Regions from separate parts of the Mus musculus genome. Here regions 1, 2 and 3 are each linked to region 4. Evidence: chromatin contacts called from public ChIA-PET and HiChIP or PLAC-seq data. All regions are on one chromosome and are shown on one strand. The core of a region is the stretch at or near the end of the contact, and the rest is flanking DNA. Distances in the headings are between cores, read along the strand shown.

Region 1 (3,031 bases), core at 80-2,579, 120 kb before region 4:
AGTTCTGTGAATATTCACTACCTTATTGCAAATGGTACTCTGGACAGCCTAATGTGGGCAATGCTGAATCGAAAGGTAGGGCTTGAGTTTTAACCCCGTCTTTATTGTAGTCTGTACACTGCATGAATTAGGAGGCTGAGTTTTGATGTGTGCAAGCAAAGGCTACCTAAGTCTACCAAGATAACACAGTAGAGATTAAGATCATAAAGGACTCAGTTAGTACTTCATTTCCTGCCATCCTCTACTGTACCATGGCACCAGTTTCCAAGCGGGCTGGTTTTTTCCAAGCCCTTTTTCTTTTCCTTTTTTAAAGCAAAGCTTGATTTTTTTTTTTTTAGCTTTGTGTATGTATGTCTACACGGGAGTTGTACATGTGAGTGCAGGTGTCCATAAAGGCCAGACAAAGGCCTCAGGTCCCCTTGAGCTGGAGTTACAGGGCCTGTGGGTCCAAGGAACCAACCTTGGGTCTTCTGCAATAATTTTTAACTCCCAGGCCATCTCTAGCTACCGTGAAGGCCCCTTTTCTGTTGCTATTTTATTCTTCCTAGTTTTCTCATATGCTGAGACTGAACTCTGCCTTGCTCACAGCTCACACATGTTTCATAAGAGCTTTCACGACCACTCTCACCACTCCAGAAACAAGGCTAGGATCCCTGGAGCCTAACTTAAGAAGCACTGAGTCTTTTCCAAAAAGATTCTTGCATTTTGAACTAATGTGAACAGAAGACAGCCTGTACCCTTTCCTCAGCTGCCTCTTTTTCCCAACACTGAAGGATGCTTATAGAAGAGGCCTGAGTAAGAGCAGGATTTCTTAGTCATTAGGGATGCTATAACAAATACCATTACCATGGTGGCGCATAATAAATGGAATCATGTTCCTCTGGGTTCTAGAGGATGCGATGTGCCATCATGGAGCCAGCATGGTCAAGTTGGGCAGGACTTCCTCTTGGGTCCTCATGCTCTTCTTTTATAAGGACAGTGATCTCATTTGTGAGGTATTGTGCTGGCTAGGTTTATGTCAGCTTGACACAAGCTAGTTAGTCATCAGAGAGGAGGGAGCCTCAATTGGGAAAATGCTTCCATAAGGCCTGCTGTAGGCAGGCCTGTAGGGCATTTTCTTACTTTGTTATTGATGCGAGAGGACCATCTCTGGGCTGTGGTCCTGGGTTCTATAAAGAAGCAGGCTGAACAAGCCATGGAGAGCAAGCCAGTAAGCAGCACCCTCCATGGCCTCTGCATCAGCTCCTGCCTCCAGGTTTCTGCCCTATTTGATTTCCTGTCCTGACTTCCTTTGATGATGAACAGTGATAATGGAAGTGTAAGTCAAAATAACCCTTTCCTCCCAGGTCGCTCTAGTCATGACTAATCGTCTCCTCCTAACACCTTCGCATCAGTCATTAGGTTTCAGTAAATGAATTTTGGAGAGTCATACATTTTTAGTCTATTACATTTTATTCTGTCTTGTCCTAGTTTTATTTCTATTGCTCTGATTTAATAAAAGAGGGCTGGCTTATTCAGCTTATAACTCCAGGTTACCTTCAGTCACTGAGGGGACAGCAAGCAGGGACATGAAGCAGCTAATCCAGTCAGATCCACAGTCAAGAACGGAGAGAAATGAACACATGCTTACTCTTGAGCCCCGGTTTTTCACTTTTGTACCATTCAGAGCCCAGCCCATGAATAGTACCACCCAATTTGAAAACAAGCCTCAAATGCATGCCCACAGGCCAACCTGATCTACTCAGCCACCCTACCCTGGTAATTCTAGGTTTGTCAAGATGTAAAACCAACCATTATCTGTCCCCATAAAATTCATGAGCTTCTATGCACAAACTGCACTCATTCATTCTACCAAACTCCAATATCTAATCTAAATATTATCTAAATCAGATGTGGATGGGACTCATCCTGGAGATGAAGTTCCTCCCCAGTTGTGACTCTGAGAGGCCAACTACATTATAGACTTCTAAACTACAGCTGAGGGTGAGATATCTAAAATACTCATTCACACTCCAAGAGGAAGAAAAAGGAAAGAACAAAGGGCTCGCTCGTCTCAGACAATTCTTAAACCTCACAGGGCAAGCTGAGTAATATCAAAGCCTGCTATTAATCCTCTTTGGCCCTATACTGTCCTCCAGGCCACAGAGAGCAGTAGCCCTGCCTTCCGGATCTACTGGGATGGAGATATCCCCCTGTCTCAGCTGGGCACTGGCCAAACAGTTGCAGTGGCTCCGCCCCTGCCTTGGCTTTCAGGTTCTGTGCAGTGGAGAGAGATCACAGGTGCTGCAGAGCTGCAGCAGGCAGCCCCACCCCCTGCTGCTCCCTCTCTGTTGGTTTTCACAATCCAGTAAAAGCAAGTGTGTCACAACACCCACCACCCTACCAGTGCCAATGACAAGAGTGTCACCTAGTGATCCCTGCACTGCCTTTGTCACCCTCTCCCCTTGTTTTGTATTCCCCGCTGTGGAGTCCTGCTGTGCTCCAGTTCTGTGCAGCTCAAGAAGGCTGACAGGCTGCCCTTGCTCCGCCATCTCTCGTCTGTGATTGCTTCCCTCCCAGCTGACACACTCCTGTCAGCCTTTCACTTTGACTACGTCTGCAGTTCATGTCACGCCATCTGTTCTATCAAATGGCCACTGGGACACACTTCAGTGTTGTCTTCAAAACAGTTCTCCTCATTTGTTCTGTCTTGATGAGCTAAGAATTTCCCCATATTTAAACTGTCCCCCCCTTTGCTTTGAGACTGTGTCTGTATATCTCTCTTCCTGCATGTACACAGATAGTCAGAAGGAGCCATGCTGCTCCTGCAGAGTGCCGCCAGAAGTCACAGCAAGATGCAGTCTCATTGCCTGTAAGCTCTTCCTTCCAGAAATAACTAGAACATTGCCCATGCGGTTAAGTCCTTGGCTTTTGAACAAAGTGACCTTTCCTCCAGTTTCCAGTAGCATGTTCTTCACTTTCATCTGAACTTCATCCAAATGGCCTCTGCAGTCTCTGCCCCAGCAACGTTCTCTTCAGGACTATGCGGCTG
Region 2 (2,795 bases), core at 270-2,769, 72 kb after region 4:
ACACCGCAAAGCAACCAGGAAGGTACCACCACAGTAGATGGTCCAGTCTCCTGTTGCAACAAGGGCAAGAGACACGTCGAGGGGGCCCTGCATTAAAGGAAGCTATAGTGTGCTACAACAGTGCAACAAAGAGGGTCAGGATAACAACCTGTTGGTAGCCATGAAATAGGATGTCTGTGCCAAATCCTTGCTTGCTGTAAGAAAAGAAAGAAGAACGAAGACAATATCATCAGCTTCAACATGTCAACATCACAAAAACTCTCAATACAACATCAAAGATTTGTACACAAAAAGTAAATTTTACTTACTACTTACAAATATCACAAGAGCGCCATCATTTTCTATACTACTGAAAATCTTCAACAACATTCACTCAAATGTTTCTTGCTATCCCCCATAGATCTGAGAAACAAGCCGATTTGCTTTTAGCTAGCCAGTTACAAGGGCTAAACTTGTTACTAAGTTAAGCATCTAGTCAGCTAAAAGTTGAAATAAAGCATTCTCCTGGATTAAAAAAAAAAAAAAAAACAACAAAAAAACAAACAACAAAAAACAAAAAGAAGAAGAAGAAAAAGATTTTTGAAGTCTAATACCAAATATGAAGAGTAGCCCGCCAAACTTAATCCTGTCATTATATTTAGGCTGGCTTAAATATTTCCTTCAAAATTGAGCAAAACAACCCCCACCCCAAACTTCTAAGAACATAATCTCAGTTCTTTATCATGTTATTATATATTGTTATTAGATATTAACAGAGTATAGGAAACTCCACTGTACTAATTTTTTAACTTATCGACTCCATTAGAGATAAAACCTAGAAAGAGGATTATTCTAGGAGGAGTGCTTCCGACACTGGTCCCCAACAGGAAAGCAGTTTTTAACTAGTTCCATAAGATACTAAACGGTTTCCCTTCCCCTACCCCATGCTCTTCCCACAGAGACCTGACCAGCCCCCACCCCTTCTGATCAAAAATCACTAGCCTGGCAGCCCCAAGCCCCACCCTCAAGGCCCCAAACTCTTTCCCCTCCTAGTTTTCACTCTTGGCACCTGTGATCCCTGCTGCCCCATGTGATCATCAAGGGAAGGTTTAACAAAAGGGATTGGGTCTGGCAGAGCTGTGCTAAGGAAGACTGTCAGAGCACCAGAGGTCTTGGAGGCAGTGTGACTTAAGTATGGTATTCTTTCCTGGTGGGGAGGGAAGGAGAGATCAGAGTGAAAGGTCCCTGGTAAAATGACATCAGTCAATTGTGCAGCAAAGTAGCAACTGTCTCATCTGGAGTGGGAAGTGAGGGTTTCGCACAAATCATATCTACCCACCACCACCACCCAACCAAAACCTCCATACAATAATAAAAACTCAATTGTGGTATCATGTTTCCTAAGGAACGTATCTAAATTCAATACAGGAAGGAATGTAAAGTGTTCTTGTTAGTTCAAAGTTGTAACAGAGCAAAGAGAACAAAGACAGTGAAGATAAAAGAAAATCTTTAAAGGGAGGAAGTACAGCCACCTCAAAGCTGAGTCAGAGGAACGAATGAAGGAACAAACACACATGCATGCGCACACACACACACACACATACACACACACACACACACACAGTATCCTGCACTCAAGGTTCAGGATATCAGACTTTAATAGAACATCAAAACAAAACTAACAAACAAAAAACCCCAAAACTTTGTGGGAATACATCAAATCTGTAAAGTATCTGTTTAAAATCCAGCCTTATTTAAAGGCAGTACCTTAGTAAGTAATATCTTTGTTAAACACACACTAATGTCTTTCTTCATTGTTCTTTAGGCTCTTGATTTAGAGCAAATTATGTGGTTTGCTAACTTGCACAGACTGGTTTACTCTTTGAAGCTTTCAATAAGACCAGCCCATATGCTTTTCTTTCAATGAGACCAGCCTATATGCTTTTCTTTCAATGAGACCAGCCTATATGCTTTTCTTTCAATGAGACCAGCCTATATGCTTTTCTTAACACGTACAGCTAATTGCTATTTGATTTGATACTTTACTGTAACTAGGGAAGCAACTGTGCTACAAAGTATATTTATATGCTTGTGAAGAATAGGAACCATAATTAAAATATTGTATTTTGCAAAGTGATTCTCTGGTAATGTGTGTTCCTAGTCTTAGAACTCTACTTTGTTAGCAAAGATGCTGGCTTGAAGCCTCTGGGCTTGCTTTCCAAAGCTGTTTTTTTTTTTTTTTTTTTTTTTTTTCAAAATAAAATGCTATCTAGAAGTAAAATGAATTCAATTTAGAATGACTGAGACTGTTAAGATAAATACTAAGTATGTGATCTCTCTCTCTCTCTCTCCAAAACCCCTGTGAGAGACCAAAACCACTGATTTTTGTTTTCAAAAGGACCAAAAGCACAGAAGCAGATCCCAGAAGCTGCGATGCACCATAAGCAATCCAGATGGGAACTAGAAAAGCAACACTGGCAGCCCGTGGGAAGGGCTCTTGCTCATAGAAGGTCTAACGGCATGAGAGTTGTTAGTTTTCTCCATTACCACACAAATGCAACCAAATGTACTTGGAAAAAACAGACAGAAGTAGATGACTAAGATACTGAACACTATTTCAAAATGACATTTGCACTTTTTAATAAAACCCAACATAAGGCTAGAATCCACAATATCCATACCAGTCCTAGAGGAAAGAAAGCACACCACTCATCCCAGATGGTTGAGGGACCACTCACCTCTTACTAACTGGGTGCATTTCACCACATCTGTGTGTGGGTGTTCAATGGTGATCTCAAAACCTGAAATGAAAAGCA
Region 3 (2,979 bases), core at 459-2,958, 85 kb before region 4:
TCTTTTTTTTTAATTATATATTTTCTTCATTTACATTTCAAATACTATCCCCTTTCCTATTTTCCCCTCCGAAAACTCCCAACCCCCAACCACCACCATCACCACCACTCCCACCCACTCCCCCTTTCTGGCCCTGGCATTCCCCCACACCAGGGCACAGAACCTTCACAGGACCTAGGGCCTCTCCATTGATGACGAATAGGCCATCTTCTGCTACATATGCAGCTAGAGCCATGAGTCCCACCATGTGTTTTCTTTGGTTGTTGGTTTAGTCCCAGGGAGCTCTGGGAGTACTGGTTAGTTCATACTGTTGTTCCTCCTATGGGGCTGTAAACCCCTTCAGACTTTGGGTACTTTCTCTAGCTCCTTCATTGGGGACCATGTGCTCTGTCCAATGGATGGCTGTGAGCATCCACTTCTGTATTTGCCAGGCACTGGCAGAGCCTCTCAGGAGAGAGCTATACCAGGCTCCTGTCAGCAAGCTCTTCTTGGCATCTGCAATAGTGTCTGGTTTTGGTGGTTGTTTATGGGATGGATCCCCAGGTGGAGCAGTCTCTAGATGGTCATTCCTTCAGTCTCTGCCCCAAAAGAATGTTTTCCTATAACTGAGACTGGTAAACCTAGGCTCTCAGGACATTTCCTGTGGGTAAGCACTGCATATATGGATAATGTGCCTTTTTCCAGGCTTCAGCAGAAAGCTTTCTCCCTAACCTAAGCTATGTATCTGCTTCCTCCTAGAGAACTGCCCAGCAAGCCAAGGAAAGAAGTCAGGTGAGACGACTCTCTCTGGCAACAAAGCACGGATCAGACATCACCCGGTTTCTGGTGAAGAAGTAAGGCGAGATATAAACAGAAGCAGATGGCCTGCAGGCAGAAGCAGTTGTCACAATTCATCTTCATGTATGTCTAGTATTTTAAGAATAGGAAGTTTTTAAATATAAGTCAATAACTGAAATTTAGATTTTTGCTAAGCTCTCTTAGTGTTACATACTTAACAGAAACTGAGGGATGATGGGAAGATTCTGGGGTCTTCCTGACTCATGAAGATTGTCAATTATGTTTCAGCAAGATTTTGTTCCGCTTTTTTTCCCCTTCTACACCTTAATCACTGCATTGGGCATGGATAGTGTGGGACAAATATATTCACGCAAACCTGACAGCTCTTGATCACCATTGCTTCTGGACTGTGTAGTATAAAGGGAACATTCCAGAACAATCAGGGACATTTTGGAGACAAGCCATGATTAGTAAGGAATGATTACAGCTCAGGCGCATGTTTGGGGTGCAGCCTCCTTGCTTGATTTCTGGGCCAGTCCTCTTCATTGAAGAGATGCTTTTGTTAATGAACTGATTGTAAGCTCACATGGTGTCTGTGTACAACTGCTGTGCTCTGAGTAACCATGAGAACAAGTGAGAGACCACAGTGCCGCACAGCCTCGCTTCTGTTTTCCTGTTTGCTCCCTTGTTTCCTGTCATGGTTTGTTTTGTTTTTAATGTATAAAATCAGGCTAATTGTCAAAACAGATTTTGTCTCCTGGTCCTCGTTTCCTGGTTTTAAAATCCTGGTAGTGATTTGTTTTGTTCTGTTCTTTCAATAAACCTTGTAATTTTTTAAAAATATTTTTAAATTATGGGTACGTGTATCCCTGTGGGGCCGGGGGAGATGCGCAGTTGCCCACAGAGGTGGTGTAGCTCCCAGGCCTGCCACACAGCAGCTCTGACAGATGCTGCAGACTGAGTTGCTAACCACGGGACCATCTCTCCTTCTCCATATCCTATTTTATTAGGTTTATTTCTGTTACCTCTTAAAAAGAAGGATGGCCAACAAATCGTGGTGGCGCACGCCTTTAGTTCCAGCATTCAGGAGGCAGAGGCAGGCGGATCTTTATGAGTCTGGGGCCAGCCTGGTCTACAGAGTGAGTTCTAGGTCAGGCAAGGCCATGTGGTAAGACCCCGTTTCCACAATAAAGTGACAGTGGGGTTGGGAGGTGGCTCAGTTGATGAGCTGCTGGCCACACAGCATAATAGCTTAAGTCTGAGCCACAGAACCTGTGTGAAAACCTAGGTGTGGTGGCACCTGTGACCCCAGCACCGAGTAGCCAGAAACAGAAGGATCCCTGGGGCTCCCAGGCCAACGGTCCAGGGAAGAGGTAAGCTTCTGGTTTAGTGACATCTGGCCTCCATGTGCATGTTCTCCATACACACATACACACAAGACTAATAGTGATAAAATTCACCACATAAAAACAACCAGAAGGTTAAATGTAGGTCAAACCCAATGGTAACATTAATGAGACACGTGCTAATGATGGACTGGAGAGGTGGCTCGGTGGGAAGAGCACGAACTGTCCTTCTCAAGCGCCAGGGTTTGGGTCCCAGGACCCACGTGGAAGCTCAGAACTGTCCCTCTTCTGGCCTTGGACACTAGCACACGAATTATCCATAGCTACACATGCAGGCAAAACACCCATACAAAGATGAATATAATAAATTTGAAAAAAATATTTAAGTAACCTTTTAAAAAGAAAATAGGGATAATGACAGGAAAGGGCGAAGCCATTCCAGCAACGTCCCCTGCAGGAAGAGTGACAATCAAAAAAGCATCACTCTCAGATCCAAGGAGGAATTCCATCCCCAGAGGCGCCCATGTGTGTACACTGGGATGCAAACCACGTCAAATGCTTAATGTTAGTTAGCAGCTACCAGGTCACACCTTATTTGTAGAAGCCTTATGCACTGTGAGCTATCCTTGCAGAGTGTCATCAAGTCTATAACTGACCTATTGCGTGACGTCAGGTGGAGCTGTCTCTCTTATAAAGCAGATCCTGCACTGTCTGGCCTCTTTCCTGCTCTGCACACCTGCCTTTTTGCAATTTTCCACCTTATTTCCAGTAACCAATCATCATGGTTCGCAGGCAAGAAATGCAGGCCCAGCCCACGGCCCCTCCCCTCCAGCATGTGGTCTTCTTGGCAGACTTT
Region 4 (2,700 bases), core at 104-2,603:
TGTCAGTCCCTTCTCATGTTTAACCAAACCCTGAACCATTTTCCCTTTCCTTTCTTAAGGCAGTACCTCTTAGATTGCTCAGGCTGGTCTTAATTCCTTAGCTCAAGTGATCCGCCTCAGCCTTGCCAGTAGTCACTATTATACACAGGTGCCACGTCACCCAGCTTCCATTTCCCTCCCCAATTTCAAAGCAGGCATTTCCTATCTTTTCCCTACAAAAATGTCTCCAACAATTTTGTAGTCCACGTTTTCCCTACTTAACTAGTTCTTTGTAGTTAGTACCAACTGGCTTACATTTTAACTATTTGTTGGAGTTTTTAAAAGGTATATAGATTTCCCTGATCTTAGGATAGTTCAGGGCACACAGTACTTCCTCATAAAGTCTTGCTAGTGTGTTAAGTCTTACTGACTCGATGAAGTGTGGGGATGGGAACACAAGTCAAACTACTATTTCAAAGATCTTTTATATCTTCCTATGCCACCAACTGATATGAGAGCCACACATTTGTAAAGCCTACAAGCACTGCAACAATAACCTCAATAGCTAGCTATCAAGCCAACAAACTTAGTTTTCAACTCACTCAGGTGATAAAACATGTTCGCCTTAATGCAGTTGTTCATCTGAATTTGACAAGCTCGGGAAGTCTGGGCACAGGACCAAGTTTAAAATGTAACGCTGTGAATCAAAACATTCCAAAGACGTATGTAAACATACTATTTATAAGTATGAAATAGTAGAATTTTAATTTTTTAATTTCTCGAAGACAGGATAACGATGGTAAGAGGATGACAGATGAACAGTCATCGGTACGCTAAAAGTCTCTTCCAATAAACACAGGAAGAAAACACAGCAGCTGCTTAGCTGACGGCTTTGATGACAACTGAGGCAAATTGACATGAAAGCATAAGACCCGGGGACGACCTCGGAAATGGTTTTCTGTGCCAGGGAAGTGATCTGGAAGTCAACACAACTTGTTTTAAAGGCGGAGTCTGAAGGTTGGTCTGACCTGTCTGTATGATTGATGCGGAAAAAGCCAAAGTTGCCGTGGCGCGGAAGAAGAGACGAAGCGTGGGCGTCTCCCTCCGAACCAGCGTCACCTGTGTGATGCCGCCCGGGGCCAGACAGGACCAAACACACTACTCACCTCTCCCACTCCGAGGCTGTGGTGAAGTCTGTGATCTCAAACACTTCGGACTCGGGCTGCGGGGACAGAGAAGAGCACAGACAGTAAGCTGCGGGCCACTGACGTCGGCGGCAGAACTCTGTGACAGAGGCACCCAGGGCGCAGAACTCACCTCACTGTCCGCCGCCATCTTGCGGAGCGGAGCGTCAGGCCCCGCGCGAAGGCTGTCGGGAAGAAGGGAGCTAGGAGGAGGGCACTGAGTGGCCGTGGGCGGGGCCTCGGTGGGTGGTGGGTGGGGCCCCGAAGCGGGCCCGCCTACAAAGGGCCTGCTGGAAGGTGGGAAGACCTTTTTCCTCCAGACAGAAAGATCTTAGTGTGGCATACGCTCTTCTTCAAGGTGGTTTAGTAATATTTTTTTTAAAATTCTGTTGGGGCTAGAGGGATAACTGTGCAGTTAAGACTACCCGCTGCGCTTTCACAAGACCTATGTTCGATTTCCAGCACCTGCATAGCAGTTCACAACCATTTGTGATTTCAGTCCAAAGGGATCCTGTACCTGCTTCTGGCCTCGACTGACACCAGGCATGCACGTGCTGCACAAACAGATTTACATGCTGACGAAACACTCATGCACATGAAATAAAATTAACAAGTATTGTTTAAAGAATTAAAAGTAAAAATAATAAGAGTATTTTGTAGACTCAAGAAGAGCTGATGAGCCGAGCGTGGTGGCACACACCTTTAATCCCAGCACTCGGGAGGCAGAGGCAGGCAGATTTCTGAGTTCGAGGCCAGCCTGGTCTACAAAGTGAGTTCCAGGACAGCCAGGGCTACACAGAAAAACCCTGTCTCGGAAGAAAAAAAACAACCAAACAAACAAAAAACAACAACAACAAAAAACAAAAACAAACTGATGAACATTTTGAAATTGTTACATGACATTCACATCCACAGATGTATTGGGCTACATTCATAAATATCTTGGGGCATATGTAGTCCTATATGGCAAAGACCCTAGATATGCATGGTCACAATTGTATTTAAAAACCTCTTTGAGTTTTCATTCAAATGGGTTTTTTTTTAGATTTATTTATTCATTTTATGTATATGATTACACTAGAATGTGTATGAGTATATTTATTTTATGTATATGAGTATACCAGAAAAGGGCATCAGATCCCATTACAGATGGTTGTGAGCCACCTTGTGATTGCTGGCATTTGAACTCAGAACCTTTGGAAGAGCACTCTTAACCACTGAGCCATCTCTCAAGCCCTTGGTTTTGTTCTTGAGATAGGGTTCATAAGCCAGCCTCACACGCCTTGTGGTGAGAAGAGCGAACTGGAATTCTGATCCTCTTGCCTCCTTTTGAGTATCCTGACTGCAGTCATGTAGCACCGTCTTGGATTGTATGGTGTGGTGGTAAAGACAGAAGCGAGGACCATGCATGCTAGGCAAAAGCTCTACCAACAGAACTACATCCTCAGCTCTTGTTCAAACTTTACAACTCATAAACACTGACCAAGATCCTTAAACCCACTGTCTCCTTTCCTAACCCCAGGAAAAGAAAATCTAT

Evidence for each region. ChIA-PET counts read pairs in DNA pulled down with a chosen protein or histone mark. HiChIP or PLAC-seq counts read pairs in DNA pulled down with a chosen protein or histone mark.
Region 1: an H3K4me3 HiChIP or PLAC-seq map of bone marrow-derived macrophages shows a contact between it and region 4, with 2.5 times the contacts expected there. The contact joins the enhancer-like site here to the promoter of Rab3gap1 in region 4. A contact is called at or near these places in 2 of 39 promoter capture datasets (embryonic stem cells and liver), 1 of 484 Hi-C or Micro-C datasets (nephron progenitors), 2 of 115 datasets of contacts at active chromatin or transcription factors (bone marrow-derived macrophages and memory CD8 T cells) and 3 of 9 other capture datasets (adipose tissue, liver and pancreatic islet).
Region 2: an RNA polymerase II ChIA-PET map of memory CD8 T cells shows a contact between it and region 4, with 211 read pairs. The contact joins the enhancer-like site here to the promoter of Rab3gap1 in region 4. A contact is called at or near these places in 1 of 15 datasets of contacts at CTCF or cohesin (the NIH/3T3 cell line), 3 of 115 datasets of contacts at active chromatin or transcription factors (the SCID.adh cell line, embryonic stem cells and memory CD8 T cells) and 3 of 9 other capture datasets (adipose tissue, liver and pancreatic islet).
Region 3: a contact with region 4 is called in an RNA polymerase II ChIA-PET map of memory CD8 T cells, with 93 read pairs. The contact joins the enhancer-like site here to the promoter of Rab3gap1 in region 4. A contact is called at or near these places in 2 of 484 Hi-C or Micro-C datasets (the MNK3 cell line and nephron progenitors), 4 of 115 datasets of contacts at active chromatin or transcription factors (double positive thymocytes, effector CD8 T cells, embryonic stem cells and 1 more) and 3 of 9 other capture datasets (adipose tissue, liver and pancreatic islet).

Annotation. Positions count from the first base shown.
Region 1 is chr1:127,989,844-127,992,874 of GRCm38.p6, reverse strand. Zranb3 (zinc finger, RAN-binding domain containing 3) reads left to right here. Exons shown (of 21, transcript NM_027678.3): 11 at 1-75. Among named protein-coding and RNA genes, the nearest start is that of Gm28800, 30 kb to the right of the region's middle. Within about 2 kb of position 1,329, at least 82 of the 459 cell types and tissues checked have an H3K27ac peak or open chromatin away from gene starts, as enhancers often do. A contact at or near this core is called in bone marrow-derived macrophages, liver and pancreatic islet, where this site is marked.
Region 2 is chr1:127,795,240-127,798,034 of GRCm38.p6, reverse strand. Ccnt2 (cyclin T2) reads right to left here. Exons shown (of 9, transcript NM_028399.1): 5 at 2,718-2,780; 6 at 149-194. Among named protein-coding and RNA genes, the nearest start is that of Ccnt2, 22 kb to the right of the region's middle. Within about 2 kb of position 1,519, at least 40 of the 459 cell types and tissues checked have an H3K27ac peak or open chromatin away from gene starts, as enhancers often do. A contact at or near this core is called in the SCID.adh cell line and memory CD8 T cells, where this site is marked.
Region 3 is chr1:127,952,825-127,955,803 of GRCm38.p6, reverse strand. It overlaps Zranb3 (zinc finger, RAN-binding domain containing 3), which reads left to right. Exons shown (of 21, transcript NM_027678.3): 21 at 739-1,625. The coding sequence ends at 837. Among named protein-coding and RNA genes, the nearest start is that of Gm28800, 6.6 kb to the left of the region's middle. Within about 2 kb of position 1,708, at least 10 of the 459 cell types and tissues checked have an H3K27ac peak or open chromatin away from gene starts, as enhancers often do. A contact at or near this core is called in the MNK3 cell line, effector CD8 T cells and memory CD8 T cells, where this site is marked.
Region 4 is chr1:127,867,426-127,870,125 of GRCm38.p6, reverse strand. It overlaps Rab3gap1 (RAB3 GTPase activating protein subunit 1), which reads right to left and starts at 1,353. Exons shown (of 24, transcript NM_178690.4): 1 at 1,297-1,353; 2 at 1,146-1,201. The coding sequence starts at 1,314.